Regions from separate parts of the Pan troglodytes genome. Here region 1 is linked to region 2. A link is a contact called in public Hi-C data. All regions are on one chromosome and are shown on one strand. Each heading gives the region's core, a stretch centred on a gene start, on an enhancer-like site or on the middle of the called end of the contact. The rest is flanking DNA. Distances are from core to core; before and after follow the strand shown. Region 1 overlaps AFAP1 (actin filament associated protein 1). Region 2 overlaps AFAP1 (actin filament associated protein 1).

Region 1 (7,849 bases), core at 2,741-5,240, 100 kb after region 2:
ACCCAAAACTAGGCTGCAACGTCCCTGTAAATGTTGACTAACAATTTCAAAACTCCCAAGTTCTTTGTCCATGCCTAAGGAAGATGAATTGAAACCAGATATCTCAAAGTCAGAACTAACAGAGGCCTTAAACATCAGATGGCCCAACCCCTTCTTTGACAACCGAGGGATCTAAAGCTGAGATTATGGAAGAAAATAGCCTGTTCAGTAACAAAGCGAAAACCAAAGCCTAGTCACCTAACCTCTGGTCCAGAACTCCTGCAACAACCCAGCACCCATGCAGGACCAGTCTCCCTAACCAGAAACTCCGAAATCTGTAACTTTTTGAGCGCTGACGTGACGCTCAATGAAGTCTTCACTGGAGCAGCTCAGATTTTGGATTTTTGAATTCAGGATACTCAACCAGCAAGTATAATACATATTCAAAAATCCAAAAATGTAAAAAAATCTGAAACACTTCTGGTTCCAAGCAGTTTGGATAAGGGATATTCAACCTGCATTGTTTCTTTTCCTCTAATGAAGGAAATTAAAAATGAGGCCTGAGCAAAGCCATTTAATCCATACTAAAGCCATTCAAGAGTTTAATTAGCACCCATTTAAAGTTAAGTGCTACCCACAGATATTTAAAAGCATGAATACATACACGCCTATAATCCCAGAACTCTGGAAGGCTGAGGCGGGAGGATCACCTGATGTCAGGCGTTCAAGACCAGCCCGGCCAATGCGGTGAAACCCCGTCTTTACTAAAAATGCAAAAATTAGCCGGGTGTGGTGGCACACACCTGTTATCCCAGCTACTCAGAAGGCTGAGGCACGAGAATCGCTTGAACCTGGGGGGAGCACGTTGCAGTAAGCCGAGATCACACCACTGTACTTCCAGCCTGGGCGACAGAGCAAGACTCTGTCTCAAAAAAAAAAAATTAATTTAAATTGTGTTTTAACATGGAGCCCAAGTTCCCAGAACACAAGCCCTGCTCTATGCTCCAAGGGCACACAGGGTGCCCCTTTATCTTAATACTCGCCATATTCCATGGCAGCCCTTGGCATCACACTAGGCTTCCTGTGCATGAGGCAGGGATCATATATTATCACTTTTCTGTCCCCAATGTCTAGCCTAGAAGACACTCAGTAAATGATTACTGAATTAAGTCAGTTACTAAGATATTTTAAACTTGTATTAACAAAATTGATTTAATTGATTTAATAAGTTTACCAATGCAGCTTTGATACCACACAGCTTAAATCTCAACTTGTGGATTTATCTTGTGTTCTGCTAGATTATCATCTATTAATATTTAGGAGGCACATACTAGATGCCTAATTCATCACTAATTGCTGGGGACCTAGCAGTGGCAAAACAACATTCCTTGTTCAAAGAGAAGTTCTAGTTTAAAGAGGAATAGAAGGAACAGGCTAGATTGATGAGAGAGCTAAGAAAAGGACAGGCTGCCATAGGAAGCACCTGTTCTTGTCTGGATGGTGCATAGTTAACGAAGTCTGAGTGCTTCGTATAGCATAAGATCATCTCCTCCAAAGAAGCTAATGAAGCTTTGATGCCCCAGTACCAGAAGTCACCATAAAGGTGCACATAGCCACGTGCTTAGTGTAGGAAGTGAAACCAAACAAACAAAGCTCCAACTTCTAGAGGCAACGGTCCAATTATAAAATCCTCTGGCTACATTCAATTGAAATTCAAGGTATTCAAGAGGCCAATATTTAAGTGATAAATTAACCCAATCACTTAAAACTAAAGTAGTCTTTGGTTCGAGGGGTAAGGGTATACTACCTTTTACAAATTCATTAGCTCTTAATATTTACATTTAAATATGATGATGGTGGTGTCATAATAACTTTACTGAGCAGTTACTATGTGTTAGGCACCAAACTAAGCACTTTACACACATATTTGCACAATCCTGTTAGATGATGACCCCTTGTCATCCCATTTCATAGATGAAAGTCAGGTTTATATAAGCTTAAAAACTTGCCCCAAATTACACAGCTAGTTAGCAAAACCCAGGCAGCCTGACTCCATAGCCCTTGCTTAAAGAAGTATTATTTATAAACTGTCCAGCACAGCAGTGGTACAAACAAGAGTTCAATAAATGCCTAAAGAGTACTTCATACCCAAAATCATTTCCTGCCAATCAAACTAGACTTACTCTGGTTCTGCATAACCAACTGTCAAATTACTGTTTCATGAAGAAAAGGTGGAATGGGTAGAGATCAGAACAGAGTGAATAACTGGCAAATATACTTCACGGCAGGTAGTAACAGGATGTGGCATTTAGGCAATTTCCACATTTGTTTGCATAACATTTTTTTCATGGTTCCAAAGCGCAAGAGCCATTCTAAGCTAGTGAAAGCATAAGGCATGTCTATGATTCAGGACTCCAATTCACCGTGGATCAGTGGATCTCAATTTTTACTGTATATCAGAACCATCTGGGGGTTTTTAACAGAACTATAGCTGCCCAGGCTCCATTCCTGCAGATTCTATTTCAACTGGTCTGGAGTCAGCATGCATGCTTTTTTCACAGCCCCCCAGATGCAGCTAGGGTTGCAAACCACTGTCCAAGACGCTCTCACACTTTGGCTCAGTTCAACACACATTCATTGAGATCCTAAGCACTACGAATCGGGCTAAGACAAATCAGGCTCCACTCCCTAATAATATTGGCAAAGAAACCAATCTCAGAGATTTATTCCAGTCCAAACCAAATAAATTGCCGGGTGAAAAAAATACCCTGGTATAGGCTGCCATACAAAACAACTTCCTGTATCTTCCCGGTCAGCGGCCTAGGGACTGACTCTGAGCCATGAGAATTCAGAATCAGGGAAAAATGCCAGTCTGAGGCATCTGCCACACTCCTAGCACACCCCCAAAAGCGCCCAGCTACATTTCACATCCACTGCCCTAACAGGAGTCGAAATAGGGAAAAGCAGTGCAATACAGAAAACAGAGCCTGCTGGGAGTCAAAAGACTGGGGAATTCCAGTCCTAGCCCTGCTACCAACCGGCCCGGTCACTTCTCTCTGGTCTTGGTGTGGCCAACAGTTACAGAGAGGGTGAGGCATAAAAACACAGATGTTAGGCAACCTCCAGAATTCAAAATACATAGAAATAAAAAAACATTAAGGTGATATCAAGGAATTTATGCCATCAACCAGAAAAGTAACTGAAGTATTCCTTTTCCCATTCTTAAGAAATCAAAAGTGGAAGCAGAAAATTGAGCAATCAGCCTACCAAGTCAACTGGGGCAACAGACTACACTCACGGATTCTGCTCACAACAGCGGGAGTAACAGACCAAAAGAAGAACTGCAGAGCATCCCTCTCTCCCCTGTTCACCCGTGCCACGAGTACGTGAGTGCATTAATAGGCAGCACCCAGTCTCCTGTTCCACTGACTCCAGCGTCCACTCACTGCGAGCCTACTAAGTGGCCACATGTGCTATGATGCTGTCTCATCTCGTCACCATAGACATCTCTGCTGGAGGTGAGTATGTGATAGACGAAAATCACGGAGGCCTAGGGAGGTTGAGACATGTATTCCCACTGCGGTGAGGGCGTGCTTGAGAGGCACCCCACGACCGGGCCCTCCATGCCACTCTCCTCAGTAATCACTCCCAGACCAGAGCACCGAGGGGTGGATCTTCTTCCTCTCACTTTTTTCAGCCCCTTGGCTGACCCAGCATTCCCCAGAAAGCTATCGAGTCCTGGCAGCTCTGAGGCCACAAAGCCATAAACGCACGGGACACACAGCCCATCTGTCTCCAACGGGTCTTTTACTTGTCACGCTGGTCATTTCTACAAGCAGATGGGTTGAGAAAGACTTGGCAAGTTACCACGAAATGACCCCTCCACTCCTCCCTGGGGGAAGGCTGACTAGCGAGCCAGGACGGCTTTCTTCCCCAACTCCCTGCATTCCTGTCCCTAAGGAGCCAGAGACAATCCCACCAAATATAGGCAGGAGACAGCCGCCTCCTTCCTACAGCTGGAGGGGGGAAGGGTCCTCTTGGGCCTTTCTAAGTGCATGAAAACCAAACTGTGAGCTGTACTGACCCGGGCCTCGCCCATGTTGCAGGCATGTACAACATAGGCGCCCAGTGGTATCATCAGGCAGAACTATGAATGTGCTTTCTATCGTTTTCATACAATGATTCCAGAGCCGCTATTCACACAGCTCCACTTCTCACACAAATGATATGCTTTACGGACTGCACAGCATTTTCACCATGCCCCTCATCCACTCCTCCCAGCAGCCTTGTGTGATCCCTTGAGTATGCTTCCTCTCATCTCCATTTTTTAAGAAATGGAGTTTCTGAGTTTATGAAACCAAAACTTTCCCAAGAATATCCAACTAGTATTAGAACCAGGATATAAGGGCCTCTGATTCTAGAACCAGTACTTGTGCCACTATTCCACACGGGTCCCTCCAGGGATTTCTGCCTGATATTAAAATGCAGACAGCAAATCCATCTCTCTAGAGTCCTGGGGTTCTCCACAGACAAGAAGTAAAACTTCTAAGAGAAAGCTTACACTTATTTGGAAGGCTACCTGGGATATTTCTTTTTAGTTAGTTTGTTCATGTTTTGGAAAGAGTGTTCCAATGGCAACACGGGGAATGAAATATAGAAAGGATTCCATGATAAGGCAGAGTTATTAGGTGGCTCTTACAACAGTTCAAATGCAGCATGAGGCGCAACCAGAAAGGACAGAGAGAAAATGCATTTGAAAGAAATGCAAAATGAAGTCCACACAGACCCAGGATGGAAAAAAGGGTATTAGGCATGATGGTGGTTTCTAGTTTGAAAGACCGATGAACAAGGATGTCATTAACTATTGCAGAGTGGTATCCGGGACCTGGGTGCACCAGTTTGTTTAACCATTCACCTGCTGAGTGGTGTCCGGGCTGTTTCCAGTTTCTGGCGTTTTATAAATAATGCTGCTATGAACAAATACATATGGCTTTTGTGTGAACCTAAGTCTTCATTTCTCTGGGATAACTGCCCATGAATGTGAGTGCTGCGTCCTATGGCAATTGCACATTTAGTTTTTTAAGAAACTGTCAAACTGTTTTCCAGAATGGCTGTGCCATCTTCCATTCCCGCCAGCCAAGTGTGAGTGATTCCGTTTCCCTGCATCCTCACCAGCATTTGGTTTTGTTATTACTTTTTATTTTAGCCATTCTGATAGGTGTATAGTGATGTGGCTTTAGCGTGCATTTTTCTGATGGCTAACGATGTTGAACATCTTTTCACTTGCTTATATGTTATCTGAAATGTCTCTTCATGTCTTTTACTCATTTTCAAAGTAGATGGTTTGGTTTTACTGCTAAATTTTGATAGTTCTTTATATATTACAGATATGAGTCCTTTATCAGACATGTGGTTTGCAATTAGTTTCTCCCAGTCTGTAGCTCCTCTTTTCATCTTTATTTTGCATTTTACGTTTTAGTCCATGACCCATTTTGAGTTAATTTTTGTATGAGGTATGAGGTTTAGATCAGAGTTCAGGTTTTTTTCTATGAATAATCAGGTAGACAGCAATTTTTTTTAAGAGACAAGGTCTCACTCTGTCACCCAGGCTGGAATGCAATGACAAGATCATAGCTCACTGCAGCCTTGACTCTTGGGCTCAAGTTATCCTCCTGCCTCAGCCTCCTGGAGTAGCTGGGAACCCAGGCAGGTGCCACCGTGCCCAGTTAATTTTTTTAGTTTTTGTAGAGATAGGATCTTGTGCCATGTTATCCAGGCTGGTCTGGAACTCCTAGGCTCCAGTCATCATCCCACTTATGTGGGGCCAGGCACAGTGGCGCATGCCTGTAATCACAGCACTTTGGGAGGATGAAGCAGGAGAATCACTTGAACCCAGGAATTCCAGACCAGCCTGAGCAACATAGGGAGGCCCTGTCTCTGCAAAAAATTTTAAACATTAGCTAGGCATGGTGTTGCACACCTGTGGTCCCAGCTACTTGGGAGGCTGAGGTGGGAGGATCTCTTGAGCCTATGAGGCTGAGGCTGCAGTGAGCCATGATTGCACCACTACACTCCAGCCTGGGAGACAGTGAGACCCTGTCTCCAAAAAAAAAAAAAAAAAATGCTAGCGCATCACCCATATTAAAGATGGGTATTGTCTTTGTGAAACTTTAATTACAATTACATAATGGACATGTAAAATGTCCAGCTTGAAAGTTTGAAAAATATATAACTCTAAGTATCCTTACCTTAAAATTCTGATTCCTACCTAAGATATCGCATACCGTTTACATAAGTATCACAATGCCTGGACAACAACTAAAAACGTATAAGAGGAAGAAAATGAGCATGTATGCCTATTAATTAAGGTATATTTCCCACTTATTACATAAAAAAGTCATCACTGCAAACCCCTGTGACTGTATCTAAAGCAAGCCTAAAGTTTTACTTCTCTATATTATAAAATGCAAGGCTAAAATTCAAATACTACACATTTCCTGAAGCCAAGTTTAGTTAAAATAAATGCCTAGGGTCTATATCAAAAATATGAAAAAGCTAGCTGCTTCATAGCCATTCCAATCTAAGTTCAGCTTTTTCTAATTGACACATAATTGTATACTGTACATATGTATGGGGTACATACAGTGATGTTATAATACAGGTAATGTATGTGATCAGAGTAATTAGCATATCCACCATCTCAAACATTTATCATTTCTTTGTGTTGGTAACGTTCAATACCCTTCCTCCAAGTATCTGGAACTATATATTCTTTTTTTTTTTTTTTTTTTTGAGACAAAGTCTCACTCTGTCGCCCAGGCTAGAGTGCAGTGGCGCGATCTCAGCTCACCACAACCTCTGCTTCCCAGGTTCAAGCAATTCTCCTGCCTCAGCTTCCCTGGTAGCTGGGGTTACAGGCACCCACCACCACGCCCAGCTAATTTTTGTATTTTTAGTAGAGACGGGGTTTCGCCATGTTGGCCAGGCTGGTCTCTAACTCCTGACCTCAGGTGATCCACCCACCTCGGCCTCCCACAGTGCTGGGATTACAGGCATGAGCCACCGTGCCCAGCCTGAAACTATATATTCTTGTTATCCACATAAGAGAACATGTGGTGTTTAACTTTCTGTCCCTGGCTGATTTCACATAATGTCCTCCAGTTCCACCCACATTGCTGAGAATAACAGGACTTCATCCTGTGTTACGGCTGAATAGTACTCCACTGTGTATAAAGACCACGTTTTCTCTATCCATCATGTGCTGTTGGACACCGAGGCTGATTCCATATCTCGGCTATGGTGAACAGCGCTGCAGGAAACACAGAGGTGCAGATGCCCCTCCGACACTGATTTCCTTTTCTTTGGGTATCTACACAGTAGTGGGGCTGCTAGATCACACTGTGGTTTTATTTGCAGTTTTCTCAGGAACCTCCATACTGTTTTCCATAGTGGCTGCACTAGCTTACTCTTATTCTTTTTCTCTCTTTGAGACAGTATCACTGTTGCCCAGGATGGAGTACAGTGGCGCGATCTCGGCTCGCTCACTGTAGCCTCCACCTCCCAGGTTCCAGAGGTTCTCATACCTCAGCCTCCCAAGTAGCTGGGATTATGGGCGCCCACCACCACACCCAGCAAATTTTTGTATTTTTAGTAGAGATGCGGTTTTACCACGTTGGCCAGGCTGCTCTTGAACTCCTGACCTCAAATGATCCGCCCACTTCAGCCTCCCAAAAGTGCTGGGATTACAGGCGTGATCCACCACACCCAGCTAATTTTTGTATTTTTAGTAGAGACAGGGTTTCACCATGTTGGCCAGGCTGGTTTCAAACTCCTGACATCAGGTGATCTGCCCGCCTCAGCCTCCCAAAGT
Region 2 (7,762 bases), core at 3,658-6,157:
TCACTTGTTACAAACATAAAATGAATTATTCTAGAAATAACAAGACATGAAAAAATAGATATCAGGGTGGCTGTACCTTCCAACCACACCACAATGCTAGTAAATTACTGCCCCCTTCCTTTAAGATTTAGAAAGCGAGTTAAATAGCATAGAAAATGTTGATAGTGGCAGGAAAGGAAGTACCAGATTCCTAACTGAAGTTCAGCTACTCCTTCAATTCACACATGCACACACACACATACCCCTGCCTCAAAAATGTCACACATACCCCTACCTCAAAAATGTTAAGAAACAAAACAAAATACATCCTTTCCAATTCTGATTTTTCAGATTCCTTTTCCAGCCAATAGTAGTCCCAGCTACTTGGGAGGCCGGGGCAGGAAGGTCACCTGAGGTTAGGAGTTCAAGATCAGCCTGGGCAACACAGTGAGACCCTATCACTAAAAAAAAAAAAAAAAAAAAAAAAAAAAAAACTAATCAATTAAAATGCCTTTCCAAAAGGGTTTTGGAGGATGTTTCTTACTGCTTTTATGTTCTCAATCTTACACACCTTATTAGCAACTGATAAATGCTATAAAGACAAAAAAAAAAAGAGAGAGGTATGTTCAGGACCCAGAATGATGCTTTATTACTTACTTATAACTATTGGTTCAGTGGCTTACTAGGTACACACTTATAAAGTCTACATTTTCATTGGCTGAATGTGATGTCATTTCTACCAACACACACTGAAGAGAAATGCACACTGCTTCTTCTGGAACTAAAACTTTCATCTGGGGTGTGGGCTGATGTTGTTAGGGAGTGACAGAGAAAGGAGGAGCCAGGCTGAGGCTCCAAGGCCTGTGCCGTGGCCGCCCTCTTGTGTTCAGAGAGCAAACTACACTCAATCCAAGCTCCTTGTATTTCAGACACTTAGGAGGGCTGCAGGGAGGTGAAGAGGACCTAGAATTAAAGTAGGAAAGAGTCTCAGAGGCTTTACTTCTTGAAGGAGGACGTTAACTCCCAGATAATGCGAAGTATCTTGTCCAAGACCACACAGCAAAGCAAGACCTGAACCCCTGTTGGGAGTTAAAGACAGCAGATAAAGAGCTGTTAATATGAATACAACTGGGGCCTTACATCACTATTTTTGTTCTGTAAAATGCTATTTGTAAATGATGTAGTTCCAATAAATTTATTCTTTTTTTTTTTTTTTTGAGACAGTCTTGCTCTGTCGCCCAGGCTGGAGTGCAGTGGCGTGATCTCAGCTCACTGCAAGCTCTGCCTCCCGGGTTCACGCCATTCTCCCGCCTCAGCCTCCCAAGCAGCTGGGACTACAGGCGCCCGCCACCACACCTGGCTAATTTTTTGTATTTTTAGTAGAGACGGGGTTTCACCATGTTAGCCAGGATGGTCTCGATCTCCTGACCTTGTGATCCACCCGCCTCGGCCTCCCAAAGTGCTGGGATTACAGGCCAATACATTTAGTCTTTAAAAAGAAAAAAGAAACCTCTACTTAAAAAGAGAGTCAACTATCATATCTGAGCATCCGAGTAACAGCGCTGGGAACTACGTGCTCGCCATGGCTCTGACACCATCTAGAGTAACCACTCATGCTGAAAGCCGACACTTTTACATTTTTAGACTTTCATGCAATGACAGCCAACTATATCAATCCTAAGTATGTTTTGAGCATGAGTTGACAAATGTAATGGTGTATCTGAAAGGAAAAGGAAGGCAAGGACTCCCCTCAGATAACTTCACATACTGAGGTGCATTAAGATAACATGCCCAAAAATGGTTTCTGAAAAGGAGCAGTAGGCTACAGGGCAAGGAAAACAGCCCGTGCTCTGGAGTGGTCAGGGCCCAGGCACCCCTTCACGGGGCTGGGATAAGGAGCAGAAGAAACCGAGAATTGAAATGCCAGTGACCTCAATGACAGAGACCACACAGTGCAGCAGGGCAGCAGTTCCCAACCACAGAGGACCCAGTCCCGATCCCCAACCACAGGAGACCCAGTCCCCAAGAGGGCAATTCCTAGCCACAGGGGGACCGGCCCTGATCCCCAACCACAGGGGACCCGGCCCCGATCCCCAACCACAGAGGACCCAGTCCCCAAGAGGGCGTGGACTCTGCAGTGGGGCGGCAATTCCCAACCACAGGGGGTCCGGTCCTGATCCCCAGCCACAGGAGACCTGGCCCCGATCCCCAACCACAGGGGACCTGGTCCCAAAAAGGGACATGGACTCTCATGGTGTCTTCTTCCCTGACAGAATCTGGCCCAAGGCCACCAGATACTACGAATTTCTTGACATTTCAGCCGTAAAAGGGATGATTATATTGGACAGATCCACATTTTATTTAGAACATGATTTTATATGCAATTATCATAATACCTCCAATTTTCCCCCCCAAAATATCCCCTGGGATAACAGACCTGTTCACAACAGCAGGTAAATCCACAGTCACCTGTCTGTTTTCAGCGACTGCCCCTACCCCATCCAGCCCCCTGCCACCATTTCTCAAAATGGGGAGGCCCAAAGTTCCTACTTTCTGGCTTGGGAACATGAAGAGGCCACGAAGGAAATGGCAGACAACCTCATCTAAGGAGTCTAGAGTCAGGGGGTCCTCTGGACCCCCCAATATTCTCCCAATCTGACACCTCTAGCCTGGCTGATGAAATCAGTGCTGACCCGGACCCCAAGTCATGTCCAGGAACAGTTACGCTGGAGCAACATCCACCACCAGGTGGTGCCAGAGTGCAGCCAGGACGGGGCCAACTTGGCTCCTGGATCAAGAACTGCAGGCAGGAGCTTCAAGGCTCACCCAGGGCGTCTCAAGATTTAACCACTTAACAAGGCAGGTCCAGATAGAACTGATTTTATTTTTGAATCTCACTTATCATATTATGGTAGGGTGTTACTGAATTTTAAAAATTTCTGAGTTTAGTTTAATGTTTTCTGCTAATTTCTGCTCCAAATTCAAAAGAAAGAGTGCAGTTTCTTGCAACAACACTGTGGCAAGAGTGCATGAGGAGATCTCACTAGAAATATAAAACTAACTTTACAGCCCGAAGATTAAACAAGCAAAAAATACAGATGGAGGGGAACAGATATAAACCCTCCCGGTCAGCTGGTCCGGATATGGGGCGTCGCGGGTCTCAGTGCCAGGTGGCTCTCGAATTCCGGCAGCTGCAGGAGAGCAGGCAGGCAGAGCCTTTTAGAAGAGTGGCCACGTTTCCATGTATTTATTCTCTTTAGGAAGGGAAATGATAGTGCCTGCCCACCCCAGAGGCTACTGTGCTTTGGTTACACGTGGCCAAAACGTTCAACACTTTTGAGAGACGTTTTATCCCAATGTAACTGTTCATTATATCTTAGCAAGTATTTGTTTCTGATCAGCTAGGAGGAGAGGGGCCTGCAAGAGGGGCAACAAGCAGCAGCTTTCAGAGAAACCAAATGTCAGGAAACTGCTGGCAGCTGATCACAGGCCTGCCGAAGCCAAACGCCTCCTTCCCACTCTTCGCAGTGTGTCCTCGACGAGGCCAGGGGCAGAGGAGCTGGTACACTAACAGCCTGTCTTGTTGGCTCTTGGACTAAGAATGCCTTCCTGCCCTTTCATCAGACTGCATCTGATCTCTTTTTTTGAGGTGGGGCCTTGCTATGTTGCTGAGGCTGGTCTTAAACTCCTGGCATCAAGCGGTCCTCTCGCCTTGGCCTCCCAAGTCGTGGGGATTCCAGCTGCATGCTACAGTGCCTGGCTTCGTCTAGTTTTCGTGGAGGTGGATTATGATACCAACTGAGACGTATCTAGCTTTCCTGAATGTCTACTAAAAAATCCTGCCATTGAAAGAGCTTCATAAAGTGACAGAACATTTCAGCTGGAAGGGACCCTGGGAATGGCTACCCAGGCTCCATGAAGCCTCCGACTTGCCCCCTGGGGCCTTTCCTTTCTCTCAGCCTCTCTGTTTCTCATGATTTACTCGTCTGACGTTGCATTTACTGTGCCTTAGATAGGTCTGGTATGCTTAGGTGATGTTTTTAAAAAACATGTCGGATGAATACATGGATAATCACAGTGACCAGGTACTGAGCATAAATGATAGGCTAGGCACTGAGCTCAGTGTTTCATGTATTTTATCCTCAGTTTTTATGAAAACAAAGGAATTGAAGTATTGAGCCATTTCCTAGATGGAGGAACCTGACATCCAGAGGTGAAGCAATTTGCCTAAAGGAATGCATGCATTCAACAAGTATTTACTGAGCTGGTATCGTCTGCCAAGCTCTGCACGGTGCTGTGGACACAGGCAGTGAGCCAATGAGCCCCTGTTCTTACGCCAGTCATGTAGAAGGCGGAAAAATGAAGTGGAGACAGCAGTGTTAGAGGCCCTGAACTGGCAACAAAGGAGGCACTTTTGGTTTTTCTCAATGCAGAATGTGATACGGTTAGTCTAACGTTTCAAAACTTCCATCTGGTGGCCTGGGGAGGGGGAAGCAGAGTAGAACGAGGTGAGCCAGTCAAAAGGTGCCACAGTCCCAGCCACAGGCGGAAACAGGGATGGGGAAAAGAGAAAAAGGTGGAAACGCATTTCCTGGTAACAACGGCTTAATTCATAGTGACAATAATTCCAGGACTTGTAAGCCCAGGAGAAGGGCAAATAAGAGATAAATTTTGGTCAGGGGCCTTTGCGCATGTCTCAGATCATATTATCTACGCGGCTGTGTGCTGAGCTGACCTGCCCAATGCTAAACGCGTCAGTCAACGTCACTCAATAGGCATTGCAGGGTTAGGCGGGCGGACCCAGCCAGCCAGGCTGCAATCCTCGCCACATTAATATGAAAGGCAATTGAGAGACTTTGGCCCAAACCCCGCTAAACCTTTCCAGCCGGCAAGCACCTGCAGAGAGCCTTCCCTCCCCTGCCCCCACAAGCAAGGCCCTCACAGCAGCTCTGTCCTGCATTTAGGGGAACGGCTGACCCAGCTGCACTGTGTGGAAGGGCTGGCATTTGAACTCCGCTTTCAGTGGCTCCTGGGAGCTCTGTCCTGTGGGCTCAGCAGCACTGCACTTCTGGCCAGTCCAGCTCGGCCCTTCATCTCCCTGGAACAGAGAGCAGCAGCTGCGGAGACTCAACTTGGCAGGCTCAGTCTCAAGGGCCTTTGTCCAGCTCCTTTTTTCTGCCTGAAACTTTGCAGCTGTACTAAAATAACTGAAAATGGTCACTGTTGCCCCTTTATTTTTCTAAAAGCCCCTCCCCTCTCCCCTTTCCCCTGCAAAGAATTAGATGACAGCTTTAAAATCCTGTGGACAGAGGATGTTCTGTTAATATTGAGGCAAAAGCTGTCCACTAAGCAGTTTGATAGGAATCCATGTGTCTAATTAGATGCTGTGGATTCAGTATTCCTGCTCCCTGAGCGACCAACTGTGCTTCCAAGAAAGTGCCCAAGAAGAGGGTTTACCGCAGTGTCTAGTCACCAGCACAAATGCAGCTATTTATCAGGAGCCACGGGAGTGTTCAGATCTTTCGGGGGAAGGGATAAGGGGAAGGCCTGTGGGACAGGGAACCAGCACAGTTGGGTCAGAGGCTGTCTCTGTTCTCAGCTCGCTGTGTGGCTCCGAGCAAGCCATACAAGCTCTCTGAGTTTCAGTGCTGTCCTTTGTAAATGGACGGATTTGGGCCAAAGTCTCTCAATTGCCTTTCATATTAATGTTTAATTGTTTTTCAAGGAAAGATTTCTATTTCCTCCACTGACCTAGAGCATTAAAAAACAAAAACAAAAACAAAAGAGTAGTTTCCTTCTTGTTGGCTAATTCCTGCTTTCTGTTTTTAATCCATAACTCCTGTATTGAATCCCTAATTCCCGCTATTTTTAATCCCTAACTCCTGTATTTAGTCCCTAATTCCCGCTTTCTATTTTTAATCCCTAACTCCTGTATTTCATCCCTAATTCCTGCTTTCTATTGTTAATCGCTAACTCTCAAGGGCTGATGTGAGGCAGTCCCACCTTCCATGCGCTCCAAGAAAGGCAGAGGTCAGCGGGCCCAGCACTGGGGCACCAACACATTCACCCTCCCCATTCCGTGCTACAGCTGTTTCCTCTGACGGCACTTCGGCAGGGTGGCCGCCCTTTCAGCTCTAGCCTTATTTAGGGAGGGAAGGGAGGGTAGTGGAAAAACATCAGTACCAACTGGCCTGCTTCTGTGACTCAACTGCCATTTGACCAAGTTCAGGGAGCTTGGAACGCACCAGGCTCCTCGGTTACCCTTATGGTGATAGCCTTCCCTCCTAACTCAACCCCACAGGCAGCTGTTTCAACAGGACCCCTCTGCAAGACTCCTTCAACCACACGACGCCTTCACTGCTGTCTGCCCAGACAACTTCATCGTGTCCACCAGAAATCGGTATGACGCAACTTCCCAGATCACACTGTGAAAGCTGCCGAGGAGCTGAGACTTTGCCTGTCTTCCCTTCAAGACAGTGCACGCCATAGTGCCTGCTGAGTCCTCGCATCTGCCCCTGCAATCCATCCCTCCTCCTGACCACCATGGCCCATCCTCTGTATTATCCTTGTGGCATGAGCCCACACCGCTGGGACGTGAGATCTGTTGAATACATTTATCTTTGTGTGTATAGCCCCATTTAGGCGCTGTGGGGCAGGAACTAAATGAGGTATCTTTTGGCATCTCAAAATAAAACCCAACACCTTGGATATAACGGGTGCTCAATAAGGGGTGCGGGCAACTAGAATGACTATTCAAATAGAAGGAATGATGGGCTCACACTGCAGGGAGCTGAGTGAGCCGCAATAGTACACAAGGAAAATGACAGCACATTCCTAATTTCTCAAAAACGTAGCTCATCAAGTTTTCCTCCTAGGAAGAGCTGCACGGTTCTTCTGAACTTGATTGCCTAGAAGGCATTCCGGATGGAAACTCTCACCCATGTCTTCATGGAGACCACCCCACAATGCTGGATCCCCCCGGCCCACTGAGGTTCCTATGATCCTCTCATGGCCTCTTGGGTTTTCCCTCCTATCGCCAACCAGAGACAGTTATTACATACATGTTTCTGTGGTAACTGGGCTTGTACTTATCTTTTGCTACCAGACTGGAAGCCATGGGGGGCCAGGGCTGTTGTGGTCACCAAAAGGTAGCTGCTCAAAGATGACTTACTGGATGAAAGACTGACCGGGGAGATGGTCTGTTAGACTGGATTTGAAACTTCGGTTTGAGAAATGTCATTGGTATAGTTTGGATATTTCTCCCCTCCAAATCTCATGTTGAAATGTGATCCCCAGTGTGGGGGGCTGGCCTGGTGGGAGGTGCTTGGGTCATGGGAGCGAATCTCTTATGAATGGCTTGCTGCCTTCCCTGTAGTAAGAGGGAGTTCTCACACCAGTGGTTCCTGCAAGATCTGATGGTTTAAAGGACCCTGGCACCTGCTCTTCTTTCTCCTGCCATGTGACACACACCAGCTCCCCCTCTGCCCTTGCCACGAGTAAAAGCTTCCTGAGGCCTCATCACAAGCTGCGCAGATGCTGGCACCATACTTGTATAGCCTGCAGAACCATAAGCCAGATAAACCTCTCTCTTTATGAATTACCCAGCCTCAGGCATTCCTTTGGCAGCAACAGGAAAGTGACTAACAGTGACGTGATAAGGAAGCTTAGTTTTTTTTTTTTTTTTTTTTATACTTTAAGTTTTAGGGTACATGTGCACAATGTGCAGGTTAGTTACATATGTATACATGTGCCATGCTGGTGTGCTGCACCCATTAACTCGTCG

What was found. A called contact is a pair of places that touch in the nucleus more often than the background predicts.
Region 1: a Hi-C map of stem cell-derived neural progenitor cells shows a contact between it and region 2, with 2.9 times the contacts expected there. The contact joins two enhancer-like sites.

What each region holds. Positions count from the first base shown.
Region 1 is chr3:8,236,996-8,244,844 of NHGRI_mPanTro3-v2.0_pri, forward strand. All of the region lies in intron 1 of AFAP1 (actin filament associated protein 1), which reads right to left. Among named protein-coding and RNA genes, the nearest start is that of AFAP1, 29 kb to the right of the region's middle. Within about 2 kb of position 3,991, at least 7 of the 24 cell types and tissues checked have an H3K27ac peak or open chromatin away from gene starts, as enhancers often do. A contact at or near this core is called in stem cell-derived neural progenitor cells, where this site is marked.
Region 2 is chr3:8,131,629-8,139,390 of NHGRI_mPanTro3-v2.0_pri, forward strand. All of the region lies in intron 9 of AFAP1 (actin filament associated protein 1), which reads right to left. Among named protein-coding and RNA genes, the nearest start is that of AFAP1, 130 kb to the right of the region's middle. Within about 2 kb of position 4,908, at least 11 of the 24 cell types and tissues checked have an H3K27ac peak or open chromatin away from gene starts, as enhancers often do. A contact at or near this core is called in stem cell-derived neural progenitor cells, where this site is marked.